Regions from separate parts of the Mus musculus genome. Here region 2 is linked to region 1. A link is a contact called in public Hi-C data. All regions are on one chromosome and are shown on one strand. Each heading gives the region's core, a stretch centred on a gene start, on an enhancer-like site or on the middle of the called end of the contact. The rest is flanking DNA. Distances are from core to core; before and after follow the strand shown.

Evidence for each region. Hi-C and Micro-C count contacts between places; a contact is called where the count stands out from the background.
Region 2: a contact with region 1 is called in a Hi-C map of the N1E-115 cell line, with 7 times the contacts expected there. The contact joins two enhancer-like sites. A contact is called at or near these places in 1 of 15 datasets of contacts at CTCF or cohesin (the NIH/3T3 cell line), 10 of 484 Hi-C or Micro-C datasets (the N1E-115 cell line, cerebellar granule neurons, nephron progenitors and 2 more) and 2 of 9 other capture datasets (embryonic tail and embryonic trunk).

The regions. Positions count from the first base shown.
Region 1 is chr14:22,781,069-22,787,707 of GRCm38.p6, reverse strand. All of the region lies in intron 5 of Lrmda (leucine rich melanocyte differentiation associated), which reads right to left. All of the region lies in intron 1 of Gm30926 (a long non-coding RNA gene), which reads left to right. Among named protein-coding and RNA genes, the nearest start is that of Gm30926, 17 kb to the left of the region's middle. Within about 2 kb of position 3,562, at least 60 of the 459 cell types and tissues checked have an H3K27ac peak or open chromatin away from gene starts, as enhancers often do. A contact at or near this core is called in the N1E-115 cell line, where this site is marked.
Region 2 is chr14:23,039,439-23,046,077 of GRCm38.p6, reverse strand. All of the region lies in intron 6 of Lrmda (leucine rich melanocyte differentiation associated), which reads right to left. It overlaps Gm10248 (predicted gene 10248), which reads left to right. Exons shown (of 4, transcript NR_033550.1): 3 at 4,881-4,955; 4 at 5,939-6,639. Among named protein-coding and RNA genes, the nearest start is that of Gm10248, 52 kb to the left of the region's middle. Within about 2 kb of position 2,642, at least 3 of the 459 cell types and tissues checked have an H3K27ac peak or open chromatin away from gene starts, as enhancers often do. A contact at or near this core is called in the N1E-115 cell line, where this site is marked.

The DNA of each region.
Region 1 (6,639 bases), core at 2,313-4,812:
GTATGAGAACTATGGACAATCTCCAAGACACTCCATTAAACTTAGGAGTGTTGGACTTCACAGTGGCACAAGAGCCACATGCATTGAACAGAAGCGAAACTTTGAACTTCAATCCGGTCTCACTGGTGCAATGGTCTCTTCTGATGTTGGGCAGGGACAGTGATACTGCCTGGGGTGAGCAGGAGCATCTGGCATGCTTCTGTCAGGATGTTGTAGATACAGTTATTCAGGAATGCCATGAGTTATGCAATAATTTTGTCACAAAGCAAACTTTGGGGTCACTGATTCTGCCCAACTATAGGCTACACTGGGTGTTCTAAACACATTTAAAGCTAGGCTGTGAGGTGCTATGAGGTTCTGTCGACTCAGTGTGTTGAGTGGGTTTTCTTTTAAACTTGCATTTAACATTTGCAGTGGCTTAAATGGGATGAACTCCATCATGATCCAAGGCATCTGTAACTTTGTGCTCTGCCACTGATAACAGAATAACATGCTAGTAGCACTGTTTCATGTATGTAACACATTGGTCACTTTGGAAAAGAAGATGCCAGATCAGTCATCTATCACCATGATAATGTCTTCACATGAAGGAGCAAAATGCTGCTGTGGTATTAGAAGCTGGGCAACATGGATTTGGATAGACATATTTTGGTGGGCAGGGGGAGGGGAATAAAAGGTAAAAACCCCGATAAATCCCCTAAGACATTTCTACTCTCTTAAGATGGAAAGATTAGATTGCTGTCACTTGATGCATCATCTATATCATGACAATATGGAAGAGTGTGCCCCAGGTGTCTCAGACACATAAACAGGGAATTCTGAACTCCTAACAGCCTTTGAGGGTTGGTTTCCACTGGAGTAGTGAAAACCACTTGGCACAAAGGCACAAAAAGTCTGAGAGCCTGAAGCTCTGTCCAGTTTGACCTTGAATCACCACCTAACCCATCCTCCCTCTGGTCATTCTACAACGTGGTCAAGAAACCTAAATTGAATGTTTGAACCTCTTAGCATCTAGTTTATAGAAGTGATGTTCTCTTCCAACCCTGAGGTCACTCTACTGGTTAATAGATGGGCTGGGTTCACTATTCAGGTTGTCTGAGTTCCAGCCGAGTGTGCTTTCTCCTACCACAGGCTACTCTGTAATGTTCCAGCAACAAATTATCCCTATTAAAATGAGCTGGAAGAGCAGGTCATCTGATGAGCAGTCTCCAGAGGGAAGACCTACATCACTTTATCACCTCCCACACTGCGGTAACTATTGGTGTTTATAAAAGGATGGAGGCCCTGGCATTAGAAAACGTATACCATGGCAAGTCTTTGAGTGAGAGCCAGAAAAAGAATAAAAAGCTCCGAGTGACCCACTGCACTTCTCCACTGCTTCCTCAATTAACTCCAAACAGACTTTGTCTGGGATGGAGTGATTTAGTTTCAAGGCAAGGTCAGTCCCACACACCCAGAATAAAGATTGCCAAATATGCTTATTTGAGCTGAATTACATTTGGTGGTTTAATAATATGAATTTACTGCTTTTTCAATGGGGACTCTAGCACTGGGGAGAACTTTAAAATGCATCACACTTAAAACATAAAATTAAATTCAATTAACTTTTATTGGGAGGCTAATACACTAGTACCCTAGAGGGAGAAACAGCTCTCTTGCTTTCCCCAGATTTTTCAAGCAGGTTTCTGGAAGCCTGGCCAAAGATAGAGGATTGGCTTGTTCCCCAATAAAGAACTTCATTGGTCAGTTTAGCATCTGTGCTGTCTTGATGAAGAAGCCTGGGCTTGAAGGCACCCAGCTAAAAGACTCCAGGGGCACAAAACCTAGAATAACAAATAGGTAGAAAATACCATGGATGGGCCTGGAGAGATAGCTCAGTGGTTCAGGGCACTGGCTGTTCTTGTAGAGGAACTGTCCTTAGGTCCAAGCACCTACCAAGGGCTTACCACCATCTGCCAAAACAGCTCAAGGTATCCAATGCCCTCTTCTGGCTTCCATGGGCACCAGGCACACACATGGTGTACATACATAATGCAAGCAAAACACTCATACACACAAAATAAAAATAAAGAAATCTTTTTGAAAAAAATATCTAGAAAGGATGGGGATTTAAGAAAGAAAACACTTTATAAAAAATATAAGACAAAACGAACATGGGGTAAAGTTCTGTATAAAATTCACCCACTTTCTTGTTGCCAAGACAAAATATAATCTATGAAAACATACATGTATGTATGCATATGTGTATACACATACCACAATTAGCCACACATTAGTATACATCTATTAGAGGTTCTCAGTCCAGGCTTTAATGACCTCCTTACTACATTGAGATATTATAAGTTTTTAGACCATAAGAAATGGAGAGGCATTTCTTCCTTTGTGTCTCATAAATGGCCAGTTCAGACATAAGCAGTCTGGCTTGGGAGAAGCTGAATCCTGAAGAGAATGGCCAACCATATTCCACAGACAGAATGAAATCATTCACTTAATCCCCGAACTCGTATCTAATGGATGTGAGTACATCTTGTGTTTTGTCCTAGGCACTAGAGGTTTGTGAGCAAAATAGGCAGAAATACTACCAGCCTTGCAACTAGTACAGAATTGGGAAAATACAGAAATCAAAAACACCTCCTTCACTATCCTACTAAAATCAGTTACAGACTCAATGTGGAGCCCAGTAAAATGTGCTAGCTCTTGTATAGGTTTTCTGTACACACTGCCATGGCTTCTGTGTCTTAAAAGAGCACAGACTTACTGTTTGAATGTTAGCCATTTGTAAACAGGTCCTGGTAGGTGAAATCAAGCTGCTTCTTTTGGATGCTGTGAGGAGTAGAAATGCTTGGAGTTGCCCCTGCCCTGTCTCTCCTGCATTTCTTTCTTTCCATCATCAAAGTGCACTCCCATCTCAGCCCTCTTCATCGCATCACCTCCTGTCCCTGTGACTTTCTCTGAGTCCCTCTACCCAGTGACTGTGTTTATACCAGGCCCATGTGAACAGCCAGAGCTCTTCGAGCTTTGACTGATGGCCTAGAGGCACAATGCTTTCTTGCTCGTTTCACCATTCCATGGTGAAAGACAACAAAACATTCGAGAATCAAAGATCACAAGAATGTTCAAGGTCTGGGTTTCCAAGAGTAAGTAAGATGATGTACTGGAAATGTGTACTGCTATTATTATACCGTTGTTACAATTATCCAGTGATACAATTATCATAGTTGAGCCCACGTCTTCGACTATACAAACCATTGCAATGTCCAGAACTCTCTTCCCACTACTTAAATTACAATCTACTTTGTAAGTCCCTGCCTTGTTCATTCTCTCTGCCTCCTCAGCTAGGAGTGATGCTGTTTTCTTCCCTTCCAACCTCCAGTAATGTAAGCACCAACCATTTAAGACTATGTTATTATCATTGTCATTATTATTATTAGCCACACACACACACACCCATGTATTGTGAGGAAGGCAGAGATGTTTGTCCTATTGCTTACTTAGCACAGAGATGAGGCCACAGTAGATCATTTTTTTTAGATCACTAAGTGACTAAGTGGACTGGTTCCAGAGTTTAGTCCTCAGGGGTCTGCATGAAAAGCACAGTTCCAATGTCACATTCAAGGGGAGCCAGCTGTGAGCTTCCTCATTCCCCTACTACACTGCACTCTGACTTCCAAAATGAAAGCAATCCCCATCTTTCCCAGACATCATGTACAAGATGATGCCCTCCCAACCAGGATGAGGACGGCTTCTGGCCTCCATCTGTGTGCCAAGTAGCACAAGTGTCTGCTATACACCCTGAGGAAGGCAAACAGGACACAGAATAGAACAAAGAGCTCACACCAGTCAAAGCCAGTTTGAGCCAGTCCGCACTGCTCTGAGAACTCCACCCCCCCTCCCTCCCAGCTGGCAAGAGGACAAGAAGAAGATCACTGACTTCAATCTTTGGCCTCCTAACCACGAAAGGACTTGTGAAGGTGAACGGTTTGCAGACGAAGGGGGATATAAAAGAGACAAAACCAGGATAAAAATTAAATAAAAAGTAGCTGTCTTAAACTGTAATTGCAGTCCTCTGCTGAGCACGCTTGCAGATATATAAATGTGATTTACCATCAGCTTGCAACTACAAATCAGGTCTTGAGAAACACTTGTGCTATGAAATTGTTTAATCTCATCAAGCTCTGCTTTCACAGCAAGCCATAAATCACGGAGTCTTTGTTATCATAGACCTCCACCAGCGCCTCTCTGGCAGGCCATGGATCGTGGGTATATATAATCTTGACTGCACAAACACTGGGGTCGACGCAGGCTGAAATACTTTCATAATAGCCACTGTGCAGCTGCTGGAACACAAGCCCATGATGGATATCTCATTTCCTACAGTCGGCATCTATTTCGAGCAAATTATTACCACATAAATTTCTTGTCAACAGAAACGGCCAATTAATTAAGTTAAAAATTTACTTGTGATCACATCTACAAACCAAATAGAACGGCAAGGCAATTTTCCAGTTACTGAATATACTGCAGGTCAGTTTAATGAATAATTTTTAACTTTGTCATAAACTCAAAGACAGGCTAATATCTCCAGAAAACTGAATGGAGACCAGCTGCCGACAGATTTACACAAAATATATTTATGGGGAATTTGATTGCTGACATCTGGGGACAGAAATAAACTTTCTATAATTACAGAGACATCTTTGCCATATATATGGATTTCTTTCACCCAAAAATGCAAATATGTCCTCAGGAAGGGTATATTTATATGTTCAGGCAGGGCTACAATGGGGTTCGATGGCTTTTGGAGAAATCATTGCATTAAATTTCTTTGCTAGTGATGGGTTCAGTATCATAGGGAGAGACAAAATCATGGGCAAAGACCTGTTTATCACTGACCCACACCTGTCCCAACCCCAAATCAGCTCTCTCTCTCTCTCTCTCTCTCTCTCTCTCTCTCTCTCTCCCCCTCTCTCTCTCTCTCTCTCTCTCTCTCCTTCTCTCTCTCCCTCTCTCTCTCTCTCTCCCTCTCTTCCCCCTCTCTCCCCCCTCTCCCTCCCTCTCTCTCTGAGGTGGTACACCACTTGGCACATGTCCAGCAGTGTAAGCAGCACTCAGAGGCTTTGTCAGGTAAGGCAGACGGACATAGCTTCCCCACAGAGCTGTGATGCCCATGAACCAGATCTGCTTGGAAAATCAGGCCAGCAGAGGGCCCTATAATAATTCCTCGTCCAACCATGTGTCTTTGAACTGAAGGAAAACCATGGTGTGTGTGTGGGGGGGGGGGGGAGGGATGTATGTGTGGGGGGGTGTAGGGGTAATTGTCCAGTTGAGTTATGGGCTATGGGTACAGGGACACATGGCAGATTTGATTACAGATAGGGATTTACTCAGCCAACTACTTGTGAGAGGTAGAATTATGACTTTCATAAGGGCCATCCCCTTACCTGACATGTGGAGAGCATTCAAGGTCTTCCAAATCATTGCTCCTGTCTGTCTCTAACAGGTCCTTTGACCTTGTCTCCAGCCTGCCACTGTTACATGAGATAGTCTCACAGCATGCCCTTTGCCTTTATGTTGCCATGACTCTGAGCCAACAAAGGAACTTTACATTTCTAGTCCACTTCCCATCATCTTTCAACTTTCTAGCTTGAAGATGGTCTCCATGGCTCCTTGACAGTATAAGAGACTATGGCTCTTCATTAGGACATATCCCTCCACCTAGAATTTGAGTGGCCATGATGTTACCTTGGCCAGAAAGGGCAGTAGTGAGTTCGGAGTCCGTGAACTCTTCAAGGAGATAGCAGGCAACCACAGGGTGGGGGTGTTGTCATGAGATTGAAGGTCTGTAGGAAAGGACTCTATTAGTTAGTCCTGAATGCTAGGATGGTTGTGTGGAAGGTCCTTTTGGTAAGCTTCTTGAAGACTGGAGTTATCAGACTCATTTTTAGCTTTCTAACTACAAATCCCAGTACCTTACAAAAAGGACAGGATCTCTATAAAAGCTTCTGAAGGAGGATCTTATGCAGTATTCATGAATGCCACATTCAACTCTTGGTGGCTTTAAATATTGTTGCATCATTATCATGTGTCTGAACAGCATTGATTGTAGGCCATTCCATTTAGGACACTCCGAAAGCTGAGAAGTCCTGGATGTTAAATACATCCCCCAGCTAGACCAAAGTTTAACTGAGGAAACAAACCACACGGAAAACTCACAGGACAGCATGAATAGTCAGGCTAAATGAATGAATGACCAATGTGCAAACACAAAATAGAAAACAAATCTTAAATAAATGGCACTGATAAATGCAAGTATGGGGGTGAACAACGCAAGGTGTTTGAGTTTCAGAACATTAAAGGTATGTAGCTGAGATCCTGCAGAAACCTTCATTTGACCACTGTAGACACGAAGCCTCCCACATCAAGCTGGGCCAGCTTGCTCAAAGTCACTAAATTATAAAGTCCCCAAACACCTGAATATCTTCCCATGGCTCTCTAAATCCATCCCTCACATGTCCCACAAGCACTTCACTTTTCCTGGTTAACACTTGTACCTTCAGCGTGATCATTGGCACTGTTCTCAGGCCCAGGACTGGACTGCATGTGCCCTCATGCAATTTTCTTTTTGACAAAAAACATTTT
Region 2 (6,639 bases), core at 1,393-3,892, 260 kb before region 1:
ATCATGGCTGCTGCTTTTTTAAAGGCAGGTTTTTCTTGCTTAAAACCCAATGAGTGTCTTCCGTCCCTTCTCAGAATATCTAGTCCAGAGTCATCACTCACACTGAGAACAGCAACCGAGTGACCTCCCATACTCTAAGAGACATTGGTATGTGCAGCTTCCACAGATATTAAGCCCAACCTGGTTTTAAAGTCCAGGAAATGGCATTCTAAACTAAAATCACATGGAATGAAAATAATTGAGAGGATTCAACCCAAGATGACAAAAACCAGTTACTTGGTTCTTCTCCCTCCACCCCAAGTAACACAGCGCAGAGTGCAGCAGAAGCCCTAGCAAGCAGGACAGGGCTCCTGCCCTCTTTCTAGGCATTCTCTCAATGTAACAGTCGTGTGACAAAGCAGCCACAAAGGAAAGGTGGGGCCCAGTTAATTAATTAGATTATTATCTCATGATTAAGTGGAAACTTTGAGTTCTCTCTCACCCATAAAAGCAACAGTCTCACTAGATTTGCCAGAGTGGCTGCAGTTGAGGGTTACCAGTGAGGATGACACAATCAGGAAGTAAGATGGGGGTGGGGGTGGGGGTGGGAGAAGTGAATGCTACTCAGAAACACAGCATCCTTCCTCTGCACAGACTTCAGAAGGGTTCAGACAGCAGATTCACACACACACCACCAAGCCCAAGCTACATCTTAGGTGTTCAACAAATAATTTGTATAGACTGGTGATGGAAGTCAGAAGGCAGCCTCATCTGTCATTTTTTCAATTTATTCTATCTTTTAAGACAGCCTTTTGGGGGGGGGTTACAGATTACCCATTCAGCTACAGTGGGTTTCCAGGACTCTCTAGGCTGGGGTGATAAGTACATAGCAATATGCCTGGCTTTATCACGCATGCTTGTCTTAAGAGATGGAACATGACTCCTCAGGTTTGCTTCCCACTGAGACGTCTCCCCATATCTAAGTTGATATTTGTGGACTGAGCACAATGGCCTAAGGGTGCTTCGGAGCCCATACATTTGACATGCCAAAGAGTTGGGTGTCCTCTCCCTAGGAACTGGTTCTCCTTGACTTTCTCTCCATGGGGACCATCCCCAAAACTTCCAATTTAGTGGGTCTGAGTCTGGGACGAGAAATTTGTTTCTTTTGGAAAATTCCCAGATAATGTTGCAGAATGATCTTTAAGAAAGTCTGTTCTAGAACAACCTAAAGGCCCCTCCCCACCCTGCCCTTTTCTTTGGTAAAGTAAATGCCCTCATTTTTATTCATATTTAAAGTTAGAGACACAAAGAATCTGGCTAGTTGAAGATCTTACTGTATTGCACTCTAGTAAATAGAAGTTTTATTTGCTTCCCAAGAGCAGCCAGAAAACAAATGGCACCTAAAACAGATAAGTAATGACTGACTGAAGCGAGGGACAGCTCTTGTCTAGCACAGTATCAGGCCCTTAGTTCAAACTTCAGCACTGAAATAAGAAAAAAAAAAAGATGCACAATATTTGGACATTCAAGCTTTCTCCCATTTTGGGGTTTTATTTTAGTGGCATGCTGATTGCATTAACAGGAGAAGAAAGCAGAGAATGGGGTAGGACTGGGGGTGAGCCTGTAAAACATGATTTATGAAGTACAGAGCAGGGGGAATTGGGAAAACAGCTTTCCAGATATCTTTGCTCCTCCTCCAAGCTGCCAGGCCCCTCTATGAACACACCTGAGAAGTGGGGTTTCCTGGCAGAGTGTGAACAGGGGTGCTGGCTGTGCTCTTAAGAAGACATTCACATTTTGGTTTCAGATCTGTTCTCATCGAGGGCTAGCATCAAAAGGTGGAGGCAGGGCTTTCTCTACAGTTCTGTGTGCTTCCTTGGGCTGAAATTTATCCAAGGAGTTATTGAAAATAAACCCAGGTTTTTAGAAAAGAGGTCAGGGAGGGGCAGGATGGAACTCTCAGACGAAATTAAGCAAATGTAGTAACAACTGAGATTGTTGTAATTCAAGCCCCTAAAGGGCTTCCTCCCTGAGCACACTGACCCAAACTCCGTCTGCCCTCCATTAAAATCCAAGTGAACTGGTTCTCCATAGATGATATCATAATCTTTCTTAGTTCTAGGGTAGTCAAAATTGCCTCTCTCAAAGAAAAACAAAGAGGATCTGTTGATATTTGATCTAATTGAATGAAATTTACATTGTCTGTCTCTCCCTTCCTCTTACCCACCCCTCCCCCCTTCTTCATTCCTTCCTTTCTTCTTTCTCCCACCCCTGCCTCTAGCTCTCTCTGTCCAAAAGTGTGTGTCCAAAAGTCTACTGTTGCAGAATCACAATACTTGGACACTAACAAACTGTACTCCTGAATGTCTTCAACTACCCATCCTCCACCTTCTTGACACATGCTTTTATGTATGTGTGTATATATACATGCACACATGTGTGTACATCAAGACAAAGAAGCACACAAGAGCACTAGAAACTTTCTGGACCCTATTTCTTGCTCAAGATGAAAGCCTAGTAAATACAAAGTACATTAGAAAGGCCTTCATTAGGGTTAGCCTCATTAAAACTTAATGAAGTTACCAGTCTCCCCAGCAATCTTACGAAGGTTTTATTTTGTTTTGTTTTGTTTTTTGCCTGTCAATGGAGCAGTCCCAGGCAGAGAAACAGTAGTGACAGTAGGTGATGCCAGGTGTTATCTGTCCCTGGAATGTACTACTTTGATGACTTAAGATATCACCCCCTTGTTTTAGTTTGACTCTTATTTGTCTGGATTCACCCTGTGGTAAGTTAACATGCCTCCATACTGGAAAAACAAAGATTGCCTATTGTCCAGTATAGCCTAATAGAATACATCTGGCTCTGACAGTTTGATGCCCAGCTCTGAGCCACATTCAGTAACACAAATTAACAGCATAGACATTGCCCACGCTGAGCAGGAAGCAATAACCAGCTACCTGCTACTTGGCCAAAATCTCATTATAAGCCATTACGGTAATTGAGGGCCAAGACTGTGGATATTACACTCCCTGTGCACCAGTGGTTAGTTGAGGAGAAGAAAGACTTGTAATGGAGGAGGTGGGGCAGACAGGAGAAGTGAGGCTGTCACCATGATGTTCTGTGGTGCTGGGGTAGGGAAGGGGTGTTCCTGAGCCATTTCTCTTCTTGCCTTTGAAGCCCACATGACCCCAGGAAGATGATGTAACTTTTGGTCGGCCTCCAACAATGCTATGCAATTAAAAATTGGTTTGAATAAGTAATGGGGACAGCCATAGAGGGAAGATAGGGCAAAACAAGACAGAATGTTCCATAAGTGAAAAGTATCTAAAGTGACGGGGCTCCAGGGGAAGCTGCCCACCCACCTTAGAATGCAGAGATTTTCTAGAGTTATTGCATTAGAAAGTGTGTAAAGCCAGTCCCTCCTCTGAAACCAGTATTCCGAGCCTCAAGGTCATTGCTAAACAAGCTGTAGTGGCTGTATCCTATACCCTAGGTCTCAGCAGAAGATTTCTGGGATTGATGATAGATCAAGATGGGTGAAAAGAGAAGGAAGACCAGGTTTTTCAATCAACTTGGATTTTGGGACAATGAAGATGGTTTTAGACATGGCAGTAATGGTGATAACAGGGAAGAGTCATTCAGGGCAGGGAGAGAAGTTAATGGCGAGTGTATTAGGGACCTCCAGATTCTCACTGCTGCCCATCTTGCTGTGGTTTGGATCATAAATGTCCCTCATGGACCTCTAACACAATAGTCTCTCTCACAGATGTTGGCACATAATGGAGCCTTAGTGGAAGCAGTTAGATATGATGGCTGACTGGCAACAGATGGGGCTGAGAAGCGCATGTGAAGGTTTTCCCGGGGAACATTATGACGTCAAGATTTCCTCTCTTGCCTAATCTCAGAGGCTGGGATCCAGGAAAGGGTGACAAAATCTGTAAATATGAGTGTACCCTCCCTGGTCTTCCTGTGCCCATGAGATGGGCCTCTTTGCCACATCTTTCTTGCCATGATCAACTAAAACCATGAATCAAATGAAGCCCTTTCTCCGTTTACTTATTTTGCTCATGTATTCTGTCACCACAGTGCAAACACTCCAAGGTTATTGTAGGCATAGTCTTGGAGAGGGGGACAGAGGGACCTGTCCCCTTTTATGTATTCCTTTTGTACCCACTCTGTAAGGTGCATGGTTTGCTATGCTGCAAGTTCTTACACGGTATACCACCTTACCACAGGTCCAAAAGCAACAGGGCCAGCTGATTACAGATAGAATCTCCTAAGCCATCTGCTTTAATTGTCACTTGTCCCAAGCATCTGGTCATGGTGACAGAAAGCTGACAGACACAAACACTGACAGATCAGTGACACCCCAAGTCACCAAGCACGGGATAAGCTTATAGAAATTTTAAATAACAACATTCCTTCCTGTCTTGTGTCATCCATAGATACCACTGTAAGGTGAAAATAAGCCTTACTAAACAAGCCATTGAGGCTGTGTCCTATACCCTAAGCAAAGGGTTCCTGGTTATAGACACTTTAACTAACATACTGATACTTTTGGAGGGTTGATCGAGCACTCTCCAGGGGATGGAGATGCCTTGTGAGCATCAAACACCTCCCTCTGCTCATACTTAGCCCCACCAGCCTTATTCCTTCTCTTCACCTAGAGGGTTAAGCCATCTGGGGCCTAGGAAATGGTTGCGGTTGGTACAAGTGAGGCCTTCCCTATAACTAGATCCTTCAGGAAAAAAACAAATTAATCAACAGTGAACTGAAGTGGGTTTAATGATTGCATTCTGCATACAATCAGCTTTTCCCTTTTCGAGGGCCATCAATATGTCACGGGAAGACATATCTGAAGGATATAGCCCTTAACATCAAGGTTATCTATTCTCCACAAGGCTCCCACTCCTTGCCCGGCTGAGACTCCACGCTGCCTGTGTCTAACATTTTCATCAACTCTGCAATCAATCAAGGTAATAATGTTGTGCAAAAAATCAATTAACAACGCAATTAAACTTTCCTTATTATCTCAAAGGGCTGAAATAATACCTAAAGGGAAGATAGACTCAGTGAACGCAGACATCCATAATCCAATGTGAAAGTGAATTATGAGGTTGGGCAGATGCAGGCATGTGCGAGTGCTGTTATTTTCTAAGGGTTATATCTCATCACGGCAGTGTATCAGTCAGCCCCGATCCCAGACCCTAAAATTCCAAATTACTTTTAAGAAATATATGATGTGCAATATCGAGTTCATATTCTCTTTTAAAGATAACCCCCTCCTCCTCTGCCACCCTCCCCCAAGAAAGAATTGAATGGCAGTATTACTCAAAGACAAAATGATCTTTCAACAAGAACATAAAATATAAAAGCTATAATAACATTTACATCTGTATAGCATGCATCCCTGTAAAAGCAGGTCATCTATTATACATAATCCCAAGTGCCTAAAAGGCCCAGCATGCAACACAGCATTTAAAACCTAAATGGGTAAATGTGCAAACTCCCCTAGGATAGCTGGAGCTTCCCTTTCTGCAGAAGCCTCATCTCTCAGGGTCTGCCCATGTACACACACACACACACACACACACACACACATCAGGAATGATGGAAATATTTCTCATTTAAAACAAGAATGACTATATTATTTAGCAATTACACCCCACTTGCCCTGAAACACTCTCTAGGAATTACGCCTCTGAAGTACAGAGAGAAAGGACTGTTAACCTTCTGCCTCAGTGAAAGACCCGAAACTTCATATTGAAATGAGATACGAAGGGAATTCCTCCTACATGCTGCAGCATCCACAGAGGAAGGCCCTGAGATAGAAGAAATACAATGAACAGGAGAGGAAAGGGAAGCTGGGCAAAGATTAGAGACAAAGGTAATGAAAGTACTACTCTACATAGAGAAACAAAGTGCTCATCTAAAGTGAACATTTTTCAATGTCCTCCAGCTCCTAGGAACAAACAGTAAATACCAATTTGAAGAATACATAATAAACACCAAAAACTCCTAGATCATCTCTCTCTCAACTCATCCTTCTCCATCACATAGCAAAAACTGGTCCAGAGATAGATCACAAGCTGATAGAATCTAAGGACCCACTGCTTTTGGAAGTTCGAGAAGATTCCTGGGGATCCACAGATGGCAGAGGGGCTGATCGAGGAAGCTCGCTGCGTGGCAGACTTGCACTGGACACTCCCTGGACTTATGTATTCCTCACTAGAAAAGCCTTTTACTTCTTTTACTCTTCTTCTTTCTTCCTTTCTTAACTTACTCACTTTTAACAGCCTCCATTTTCAGCACAGTATGAAGGCGAGATGGAGCCCCAACTGCAGACTTAATTGATCAGCCACACACAAGACAAATATACATGAGCAACCATTCTGTTGTTTCTTCAAAATCCAGAGGCAGCCCAGGAGGGTCTTTTGGTATGGATTTTTCAATTGAGAAGTTGGACCAGTTTAGTGAACCTTGCTATCTCTCTCTGAACCTTGAGAAACATAATTAATACATTTTCATCTTCAGTGACTATATTGTGTGTGTGTGAACTGGAACTGTTCCTGCTGTGTATTTGATTCCGCTGACGATGGGGTGGGGTGGATTTTAAATGATGTGTGAGGACTTCTGTGCTTTCTCTGTGCCGGTTGATGT